2 separate regions of the Mus musculus genome follow, and region 1 is linked to region 2. The links are chromatin contacts, called in public HiChIP or PLAC-seq maps. All regions are on one chromosome and are shown on one strand. The core of a region is the stretch at or near the end of the contact, and the rest is flanking DNA. Distances in the headings are between cores, read along the strand shown. Region 1 overlaps Bphl (biphenyl hydrolase-like (serine hydrolase, breast epithelial mucin-associated antigen)). Region 2 holds the start of 1110046J04Rik (RIKEN cDNA 1110046J04 gene).

Evidence for each region. HiChIP or PLAC-seq counts read pairs in DNA pulled down with a chosen protein or histone mark.
Region 1: a contact with region 2 is called in an HNF4G HiChIP or PLAC-seq map of pancreatic cancer cells. The contact joins the enhancer-like site here to the promoter of 1110046J04Rik in region 2. A contact is called at or near these places in 4 of 39 promoter capture datasets (the 3T3-L1 cell line, embryonic stem cells, neutrophils and 1 more), 1 of 115 datasets of contacts at active chromatin or transcription factors (pancreatic cancer cells) and 2 of 9 other capture datasets (adipose tissue and liver).

Annotation. Positions count from the first base shown.
Region 1 is chr13:34,050,483-34,056,222 of GRCm38.p6, forward strand. All of the region lies in intron 4 of Bphl (biphenyl hydrolase-like (serine hydrolase, breast epithelial mucin-associated antigen)), which reads left to right. Among named protein-coding and RNA genes, the nearest start is that of Bphl, 16 kb to the left of the region's middle. Within about 2 kb of position 3,654, at least 28 of the 459 cell types and tissues checked have an H3K27ac peak or open chromatin away from gene starts, as enhancers often do. A contact at or near this core is called in liver and pancreatic cancer cells, where this site is marked.
Region 2 is chr13:33,933,586-33,938,871 of GRCm38.p6, forward strand. It overlaps 1110046J04Rik (RIKEN cDNA 1110046J04 gene), which reads left to right and starts at 2,447. Exons shown (of 5, transcript NR_040707.1): 1 at 2,447-2,512. Serpinb6a (serine (or cysteine) peptidase inhibitor, clade B, member 6a) reads right to left here and starts at 2,498. Exons shown (of 7, transcript NM_009254.3): 1 at 2,337-2,498.

The DNA.
Region 1 (5,740 bases), core at 2,404-4,903, 120 kb after region 2:
CTCCCCGTCTCTTGCTTCGATGTGTGTTGGCTGACAAGTCACATCTCATCCACTTGCAGTTCTCAGCTCCAAGGTCAAAAGAAGAGTGAGTTTTCAGGAAAGCCACCGAATTTAACCAACCTAGAAATGGATAGTTTTCTATTTCCAGAAGTGAAACTTGCATGACTCAGGCCGAAGCTCCGCAACAGCAGTATTTACACTCGCTACCTCAGGGAGTGAGCTTGGCAGAAGGCGGGGGTGTTGTGAAGTGTTACTCATAACCTCATTTTAAGTAATATGAAAAAGCCAGTTGTGGTAGTACATGCCTGTGATCTCAGCTCCTCACAAGGTCAAGACTGGAGATTTCTGAGTTTGAAGCCAGCATGGGCAATATAGCGTGGCCTGGTCTCAAAATAAAAACCATGAATGAATGAATAAATGGATGGATGGATGGATGGATGGATGGATGGATGGATGGATGGATAGATGGATGGATGAATACATGAATAAATTAATATAATGATTATGTAAGGAAACACTATGCTGAAAAATGAACCTGTGTTTTGCTTACAATGATTTGTACAGTTTTCTTGGCTAAGGCCTTCTTTAAGCTTCTCCTTTAGGTCTTTAGGGGTACAAGAGTGAGGCCAGTGCCATCCAGCCTGTGGTTCAACTCCAGCCTACCACTTTTACAATTTTGAGGCACCAATGAAAGTTAGCTCATGAGTTGGAGACCAAGCTGGGGCATCTACACCCTAACTCTTCCCCATTTTTCTTCTACTCCCAGCATTACTGCCCAGCTTATACCATAGCCAGAGCTTATGGGAGTGTTGGCAGTTGCTAGGCACCCAGCCTTGGCATTGGTTAGTTTCTAGCAACCTTTCTGAATTGGGAGAATCATGTTCTCAGAAGGAGAGAGGGGTTCCCAGGGCTTAGGGGTCACTGGGGCGAAAGAGAGGCTACCTGGGCTTCCAACCACTCTTCCCTGCCAGTCTGACCTATCATGGCTCTCCTTTCTCACTAGAAGCTTTCTGTGTCTCTACTAAACTACAGATGGCCTAACAGAAGAGGTTTGCCCCCAGTGGGTCCAGCATTTTCTCTCCTAGGCTGTGCCTATACTATGTCTTTGATGGATATCTTGGCCTTCGGAGCCTGAAATATTTACTCCCTGGCCCCAAAGGAAAAGTTTGCAGAGCCCAGCACGTGCAAAGTCTCTTCCAGGTATTCTGCTATTCTCATTGTAAACTACTTGGAGGCTAGAATCTTAAGTTCTAGAATCTTAGTTCTCTGTGCTCTTCCTGTTTTTAAAGCAATCTGAAACTCTTAAGTAACAGATGACTTAGAAAGCAACCCTAATCTGGCCTCCACTTGTCCTCACCACCCTGGCTTAGAGTAGCCTGTTCCTCTTTTGCCATCCGTGAGCCCCCGCTGCCTCTGGCACCCAGTGCCCTTGCTTCTTCCAAATCCTCCACTTCTCTTCCTGGGCTCTTGCTCTCTGCCTCAATGGGTAAACACTACTCCTGCTCCAGAACACTGCCCCCTTCCCCTGCAGTTCCTCTTTATTACACTGTGTCCCACTCCATAACTTTACAAAATAGGTGTCTGTGTTCTCTCTACTTCAGTGGCGTTGTGGTCGTTCTAGTCTTCTGCTGCATGGGTCTCACCATAGCAAGTATGGTATCGTCAAAGTGCCGTACTTTTAACTCATCGGGAGCACTCCCTCACTACCCTCTAGACATTTGAGTCATGCCTTAAGTTGTAAGGTCTGTAGAAACACCTCCTGTGTCCACATTGGTCATCTGTGTCACATCTTCCTTGCCCGGCCAGTCACTGATCTTTTAAAGTATCTGTTTCTAATGTTGGCTTGGTTTTGTTTTCTGTCTTCCATTATTTCTGTCCTCCTCCTGCTTGCTTTGGGTTCTGATTCGCTTTATTCCCTCCAATCTCAGAGTAGAAATCTTAGATTATTGCTTTGAGATGTTTAGTCTTTTCTAATATATCATTTAATGCTGTAAATTTTCCTCTAGAGCTGCTAGAGCTAAGCACCTGTGCATATAAAGATCTATTAGATTAATTAGACTTATTAAATACAGATTAGGAAGCAGCCTTGGCAGCCCGGCAAGGGCTGTCTCACACCTGAGCAACTGAGAATCCAGTCCTGTCTAGTAGGGTCTCCATTGGCAAGGCTGAATGTCTTAGCAGTTCCATTCCAAAGGCTTGGAGGATTTTTGAACAGCCATTGGCCTTCAGTCAACATTGGAATCCTGAAGAAGGTGGTTTGAACATTGAGGAAGGAATGCCGCTATATCCTAGTTAGGATTCTTATTGCTATGCAAAAACCGTGACCAAAAGCAACTACAAGAGAAAAGGCTCTATTTCACGTTACAACTCTCAGGTCACACTCTACCCTGAGAGAAATCAGAGCAAAAACTTGAGGTGGAAACCTGGGGGCAGAGATGGAAGCAGAAGCCTTGGGGAGATGCTGCTTACTGCCTTCCTCTTTCTTTGCTGAGTCTGTACACTTACAGTGCTCAGGACCACCGGCTCATGGGGTCCCACCCACAGCGAGCCAGGCTCTCCCATGTCAATCATCAAGCAATAAAATGCACCACACACTTGTCCACAGGCAGTCTGGTGAGAGCATTTTCTCAACTGAGGTTCCCTCATCCCAAACGACTCTCTAGATAGTGTGAAGTTGACATAAAACCAGCCAGCACAGCCAGCAATAGGATAGATGGACTTGCCAGCAAGAGTGAAGTCAAGCAGGCACAAAGAAATTTCCTTCTTCCTTGTCCTGTTATCTGGGCTGCCATCAGAAGGTGCCACCCACATGTGGAGTGGGTCTTCCTGTTTCAAATGATCTGATTAAGAAAATCCCTCATAGGAGTGTCCAGCAGCTTGCTTTTTAGTTGTTTCCAGGTGTGGTCAAGTTAACACCCAAAATTAGCCATCTCAAAACCTACAGATTTTACTGTGTTATATTTTCACTCAGCAAGAGATAGTTCAAAATATCTTTTCTAATAGCGCCTCAAACTTTGCGTTCATTTATAGGCATTTAGAAATGTAACGTTTAATTTCTAAATACCTAGGGTGTCCTAGATATCTTTCTGCTATTAGCATTTAATTCTTTTAGATTTGGGAAACATATCTGTCCGGTTTCAATTCTTTTACTTTGTTATGGCTTACGTTGCACCCTCGGATCTGGACTATCTAAAGTTCTAAAGTTGAATGCCGCCCCATCTCTACTCACCTTTCCTCTGCCATTCAGCTAACAGTCCACGCCCTCTGAATGCGTGTAGCCTTCTCCTGAGGGATCAGTCTCCCTCTGCCCTTTGCATCTCCTGGTGGCTTTGTTCTGTTCATGCCACACAATGACTCCTGAGTTATATCCTCCTCCCCCATACCCGTCACCCTCCTGCTAAGAACCTTGGCCTCTTGGGATATTCTGTCCTCCAGAGGGGGTGGAATCCTTTGTAGGACAGAAATCAAGCAATTCCATCTCCCACTTAAAAAACCCTTGGAACTTCAAAGAGGTCCACTCAGCTTCGCTACCCCCCCCCTCCCCGGTCTGGCTCCACTCCAGTTTCTAACTCTTCTGTCTTCCTGTGGGCTGCCCTTCCTCAGTACACCTTCCCCTCTCTCCGCCCACGTCCTTCTCAGTAATCACGCAATAGCAGCTCCCAGGGTGCTCTGAGGTGTCCCGCAGCCCTCACCCTGGTGGGCCTTGTAATGCTTCGCACATGCCCACACGATGACACTTTGTCCTGGGCACTCTCACCCTTTTACCCCTTTGTCATAGTCACCAAAGAGTGGGTTTCCGATGTGTCCCCTGCTTCCTGAAATGAAAGCTCTCTCTGTCCCACAATACTCTTCACTGTCCAGGATACCTCCAATTCCCTCCTTCAACACCCTGGCCACTTTCTCAACCCAGAAGGAGGCCTCTGGCCCACCAGCCCAGTGGAGACACTGCCTTCCATGTAAGCAAACCCTCTGGGCTCTTGGCTGCTCTGTGTCCTCCCCCAACCCTCCCTCTAACCTTTGAAAGCAGTCTCCTGCTGTGCATGGTACAGTGCACTCCCTCTCCACGAGCTCCCTCTGGGTTGGCTTTCCGGCCACTGTGCTGTCATGGTCCTGGCATCCCTCTCTGTTTGCTCTCTGACTTTGATATTTGGGACAGCGTCATTGAGGCCCTTGGAGCTGGCCTTGCTTTCTGTTCTGATCCTCTCCTCTTTTACTCTGTGTGTGTGTGTGTGTGTGTGTGTGTGTGTGTGTACATGTCTGTGTGGGGGCACTCACACACACACACATGCATGCATCAGCGTGGGGGTGCATGTACATGTGGCTGTACACGTGGAGGCTAGAGGTCCACTTCCAATGTTTGTTTTCTGCAATGGGATCTCCTACTGAACTTGGGGTTCACAGCTTAGCTGAGGCTGGTTAGCTTGTGAACTCCACAGATCTGGACTGACATGCTGACTGACAGCCTCATCTTCCCCACCTTTAAAGATGGCATCTCAGTGTGTTGCCCATGCTGGCCTCAAGCCCTTGGGCTTGAGCTATCCTCCTACCTCAGCCTCCGGGGTAGCTCAGATTGCAGGTGCACTCCACCATGCCATGCTGTCCCCACTCTGTGCCCTTCTGTTTTCTCCTGAGCCCCACACAATGGACTCTTCATGTGATTCTTATCTGATTGCCACATAGATACCTCACTATGTCTACAACCTGAACTCAGTCGTTTCTCTCTATGTGTTCCTCTTGCTAAATGTCTTGCCCTAGTAAATGATTTACCTGGGAGTGCAGTACATACTGGGTTCAGATTGGAACACAGCCTCCCATTACCTTGGCTTTACTCTCTGTAGCTTCACTCAGCTGTGTTCTGAAATTGTTAATGGAAAATTCCAGAGTAATCAATCCTTACGTCCTAAATTGTGTGCCACTGTGAAAAAAATGTTGGTGTATTCTGCCACACCTGATGCTGCTACATGCTACCCAGAACACAAACCATCCCTTTGTCCAGTGTGTCTATTACGCTCTGTATGCTACCTGCCTGTCTGCCTTAAGAAACCATGTTGGGCAACAGATCCACTGTCAGCTTGCTGCCATCCCTGCATGCCATGTGCGCTTGTTTTACTTAAAACACGTCACATAGTGAAGACGGATGCTGGCAGCCCCACTACAGTGTGTTCTAATTGTTCTGGTATACATTAGTTATTTCCAATCTCTTTTACTGGGCCTACTTAGCAATAAATGTCATCATGGGAGAACACAGCATTTGTAGAGTTCAGCGCTCTGTGGTTTCAAGAAACCAGGAGTCCTGGTGGTTTTTCTTATGAATAGGCAGCTGCCATACCTTGGATGCTGTCTGCAAGCCCTGTCTGTAAGACTCTTAAGGTGAAAGCTGTGTCTTTCATCTTAGTTACTAGGTTACTTATCTGACAGCATGACTGAAGCAACTTATAAAAGAAAGTGTTTAATTTGGGGCTTGTGGTTCATAATCACCATGGTGGGGAGCATGGCAGCAGGTAAGCAGATATGATGCTGGAGCAATAGCTGAGAGCTCACCTCTGATCCAGAAGCAAGAGGCAGAGAAAGCTCACTGGGAACGATATAGGCTGTTGGAGCCTCAAAACCCACCCCTCAGTACACACCGCCTCCAACAAGGCCACACCTCCTAATCCTTCCTAAACAGTTCCACTTGCTGGGGACCAAGCATTCAAACATATGAGCTTTTAGGGTCTATTCTCATTCAAACCACCACATT
Region 2 (5,286 bases), core at 1,197-3,696:
ACTGCCTCTGTGCTCTCTCTTTCTGCATTACCTATTTGTCAGATGCTAAAACTCTTGGACTGAGCTCATCTAGGACTTCCGTGATGTCTGTTGTTGACAAAAGCAACTTCAGGTAGGGTTTACTTTGGCTCAGAGCTCCAGAGTTCAAGGGAGATGAATATTTGTACTCAATTAGCTGTCAATGTTTTATGCATTCCAGAGAACGGTGCTGCCCACTTTTAGAATAGGTCTGCAAACCTCAATATAATCAGGATGGCCCTTCAATGGCCTGGCCAAGATGCTGACCTAATCAAGACAGTAACTTTTGGTGTTCCTGAGTACTGTCTCCTGAGTGACTCCACTCCTGCCAGTTAGAAAATCATCACCAACCTTCTCCAAGTGCAAGAACACACAAAGGATGTCATTTGTATGGCACTTGGAGGCCAGTGGTTACTGAGATGGTTGGCCAAGAAGGGCATATAAGCAATAGGGTCAAATATCTGTTCCCTTTCACTAGCACAATGACAACACACAGCTGAAAGGTCTGCAAAGACTGACTGTGTGGCTTAATCCCATGTCCAGAAAGCAGAGAGTTGGTATTCCATGTGACCCTACAGCACATGCTTGAAGGCTCTTTTGGATAGAGAAGGGGATGATGGTGGGAGGTACAACTGTTGACTCACTAAACTAATTTAAAGATGCTTTGAACTAAAAACGGACTAATGGAACTTTAAGTACCCAGTCATTTCTGGGTATCTGAAGAATATCAGTTGATATCTGAAGATGCCAAATCTTCAAGTGTTCAGTTAACTTATGTAAAATAACTTAATATTTGATCTAACCAATATAAGTGCCCCTGTGAACTTTAAATGGTTTAGAGATGTGTAAATACCCAGCACAATGTAAAAGCTAGATAAATGATCCCTATTAGCATGCTGTTTAGAAAACAAGAAAGGGGAAAGAGTCTATGCAGTCCAGATTGGGCTCAAACTCTCATTTCTCTGCGTCAGCCTCCTGGGTCCTGGGATTACAGGTATACAGCAACACATCTCAGTTCTCCTTCAATGTTTTCTATCAGATTTTGATTTCTGCTTCATGTTGACTAAAAGTAAAATCCATGTATGAGATGGTATGGGGAGACATGCAGGTATAGGAAGCCAAATAAACTTGGTATATGGAGCCAAGAGTGCCCCAAACACACCCTTTCTGCGTGATGACACAAGCCATATCGGATACAATTACTCAGAGCAGCCTTGAAACACTAGGACACACCCCATGTAAACGGATAACAGCAATCATCCCACAAGCCCCAGCGCCACAGTCCCTGATCACACATACTTTTACCCAAGGTTACTTGATATATTAGATCCAACACCCAACTCCTAAGCCACTGGAGGAAGGAAATGAGCAGCCTCTGGAAAAGACCTATTACAATCAATTGCCTCCCAAGCAGTCAGAAAAATAAGTGCCAAACCTCGCCCAGTTTTCCCTCACTCAGTGTTTCTGACACCATATGAATACTAGCTGTCCATATTTCTGATCCTAATGTGGAGAAAAGACCTAACCTAACGGGAGGAAAGGAGGAAGACCAGGCATGTATCTCAGTAGGAAAGAACTTGCTCAGCATTACAAGGCTCTGGGTCCATCAAAAAGAGGAGGGAGGAAAAAACAAGTTCACATGCCAAGTGCTTCTGGCACAGAAACTGTCAAAAACTTTGCCCATGATTTTCTCCTAACCTGACAGATATCAAATTTGTGAGTTTAGTAGGAGGGAAAACAAACAAACAAACAAACAAACAAAACCCAAAGATCTGGAATTGTTTCTCACAAGTATTTATGTTTGTGGGCCTCCGGGGTGCTTAAGATTTGTCACAAACTTCCCAGCACAGCCTGGGCAGCGCCCCTGGGAGATTCAGGCACACTGGACAGGAAAGGGTCTGAGCACCCAGCCCTTGGTCTCTCTCCCCCACCTCCCAGATCCCAACGCCCGTCCTAGTGCGTCACCAGCCTGCGTCTCTGGAGTCTCCAGGTTCACTCCGGATCGAAGGACATACGTGATCACCTGTAGCCCCGGGGCCCCGCGCAGCAGCCAGGCCGGCTCCGCGCAGCCCCCATCCCTCGCTAGCCGTCGCCTCCAAGGACTCTGGCAGATCTGGGAGGGCGGCGATGTCACCAGATGGCTGGGATCACAAGGCGACTCACTTGGCTGCGTCACGGCCCGCTGAAGCCGCTGTGCAGCAGAGGGAACCCGAGTCAGGTCCACAGGGCTCTCGCCGCGCGCCACACCCGCCTGCGTCCCCAGCTCCCCACCCCCACCCCGCCACCCCACCCCCGCCTCAGCCCACCGAAGAGCATACCCTAGATTCTCCTAGATTCTCGATTTCCGGACTGGTAGCAAGCAGAGAAGAGATGAGGAGGCCCCAACCGCGCCCGAGGCCTTAAATACTTATGGGGGGCGGAGAGTCGGGAGGAGTCTGAAGGCCAGGGTGCGGCCGCTCCCGAGTAGGAAAAGGAAGAGAGTAAGTAAGGCCAGGTGAGTGCCTGCGGACCCACAATCTAGCCTATCCTCTGGCTCTTGGCCACTTTGCCTCAGATTGGGCAGCTGATCTTTCTGGTACTTTCTGGATGCTTTGGCTACCTCCACTTAGCGATGCCAGAAGTGTGCCAGCACTTAGTGGATGGACATACTTGTGACAAAGCAGATCATAAGTTTAAAGTGAGAAAGGAAGAAAAGACTTTTAACTACTGGGGCTGGAGGTAGAGATCTTATTCAGCAGGCACAGAAAAATAAAGAAAGGTGGTCAGTGCCTGTGTCCCAGTGTAGCCTTCTCAGCTTTGGGTAAGCCTTTCCCAGCCATGAAAAGGATGAGCAGTATTCCCAGCCTTCAGCAGGCTAAACAGACCTTATCAACCTGGACACAGACATCTGTCTTGGCTGCAATTGCAGGTACCCATGGGAACTTTAAGGTTTTTGCGCTGACCTTGCTGCTACAACATACTCAAGCTGAAGAAGTGGATGGATTTTGTGGGTTTTTTTTTTCCTTTATAAACACAAAGCTTATTATCAAACTTTGAGCCTTGATCAGAACCTTTGTCTTAGCTTCATCCTTCTCTCACCCCTTTACCTTATTTCTAGCCCCCGTTTCAGGTAAACCCAGTTCAACCATGGCTGCTAGATGGCTACAGATGGACTTGAAAACTGGGGTGGGGGTGAAGGGGGGACTACTGAGAAGTGCTGTCTTGGGTGGAGCGCCACAGAAAACAGAAGAAAAGTGAAAGTATCCATGAAGCACTGTAAGCAACATGCAGCATTAATGCTAGTGCTAGCCATAAATTTTATTTTTTGAAACTGCTGCTGTAAAAAAGTGCTTTCAGGAGGATACAGGCTAGGCTGAAGAAGTGTTGGCCCGACATGGGCTTCGCCTAAGGTGTGGCTGCATAATGGGGCGAGGGAATTCTAAATAGGCATTTGTCCACAGCCAGGAGCTGCTCCAGGTGAAAGGAGTAGGATTTAAAATAAAATAAAAAGAGTAAAAAACAAAAAACAACAACAACCAAAACAGATGTTAGAAAAATTCTTAGCTCAAGTACATTTATGTTGTCCTTAATTCCCAGAAATAGGAATGGTAAATATATAAGTAAAAGAATTAGTCACGTTGAAGAGAAATTGGGAAAGTTAGAAAAGCAGGGCGCTGGAGAACAACTATCGGTAGCTACCACTGTGCCTCTTCTCTCTTTGGCAGAATTCCCAGAAGGAGATAAAGAGTGAGGCCTTGAACACGAGAGAGAGAAAAAGAGAATAGGTTTCAGAAATGGAGTTGTCCCCTGTCCAGGACGCTTTAGCACAAGAGAAGGAAAATAGATATAAGATATTTCAGAGCTCTCCTAGGGACAGGAAGAAATTGGTCCTGCTTCCTCTCTGGCTCCTGTTGGAGATATACTTAGTTCTGGTTAGGATATCTGGGTCCCTTTGAAACATCAAGTTCTATTCCCTCTCTGTCTATCGTCTGTGCACCATTTATCCATATGTCTGTCTACTTATGTTTGTTTTTGTTTTGTTGTTTGAATGATTGTTGTTCTGTGTTTCATGTTGGAAAAAAAAGGTTAAAACTTTATCTGCTGGCTGTCCATCCTTTGATTTAATTTAACTTGTTTAAAAGGCAGTCTCAATTTGCATAGCAGAAACTGATAAGCTACACTGCACTGTTCCTGGGAGTCAAGCACAGCTGGAAAAGCCCTACTAGAGGCTGATTATCTACACAAGTCACTCTTAAAGGGACCAACAGCTTTTTGCTTGTAACAGAAAGTCAGCTTAAAATTGGCAACTCAGGGTTGGAGTCATTCTAAATGACACTTGGCATGAACCAACCCAGGAAAACAGATCTTTAAAGATACTTCTAAATTGGGATAATATTTTATGTAATTCTTATCCTAGAAACTAGACTTATAGAGGATAGTATTTAAGACAATGTCTCTTTAATATGTATTAAAAGTTGCACTGTCATGCATTCATATATAAGAACTGGCAGCCAAACTTTGTACGTGAAAGTAATGCTCTTGGTATTGACTTTAAAGAGAATGGTGGTTTAAAACAAGGTTTTGTTTTACAAAATTATGGGCATGCTCTAATATTACAAAAGAAAATTTAAAATATAGTTAAACTGCCAATGTTCCATTAGCTACAGTTTACAATTCAATCACAAGATCAAGATGTTAACTCATCCATAATTGTGATTAAGAAAAAAATCAAGCAAGTGGAGACGAATAAAGGATATTATAAAATAGTAGCTTTGAAGGATTGTTTCTTTACTATTCCTTTGCATCCTCAGGATTGTGAAAGATTTGCTTTGTGTTCCTTCTATTAATTATAAAGAGCCAATGAAAAGGTATCAGTGGATAGTTATTCCTCAAGGCATGGCTAACAGTCCTACATTATGTCAAAAATTAGTGGCACAAGCCATTCAGCCTATAAGACAGCAATGGCCAATAATATACATTATACGTTACATGGATGATATCTTATGAGCAGGAAAAGATCCTTAGGACTTGCTTCTATGTCTAGAGATTTACAACAAGCACTAGCTAATAAAGGATTACAAATAGCTCCAGAAAAGGTGCAAACTCAAGATCGTTATAATTATTTGTTTTAGGCTTACAGATCAAGCCGTTTTTTTTTCTGAGAAAATAATTACTCATAGGGACAATTTAAAAACTTTAAATGATTTTCAAAAGCTGTTTAGTGATATTAATTGGCTTTATCTTTATTTAAAGCTTGCTACAGGAGAATTGAAAACCTTATTTGATATT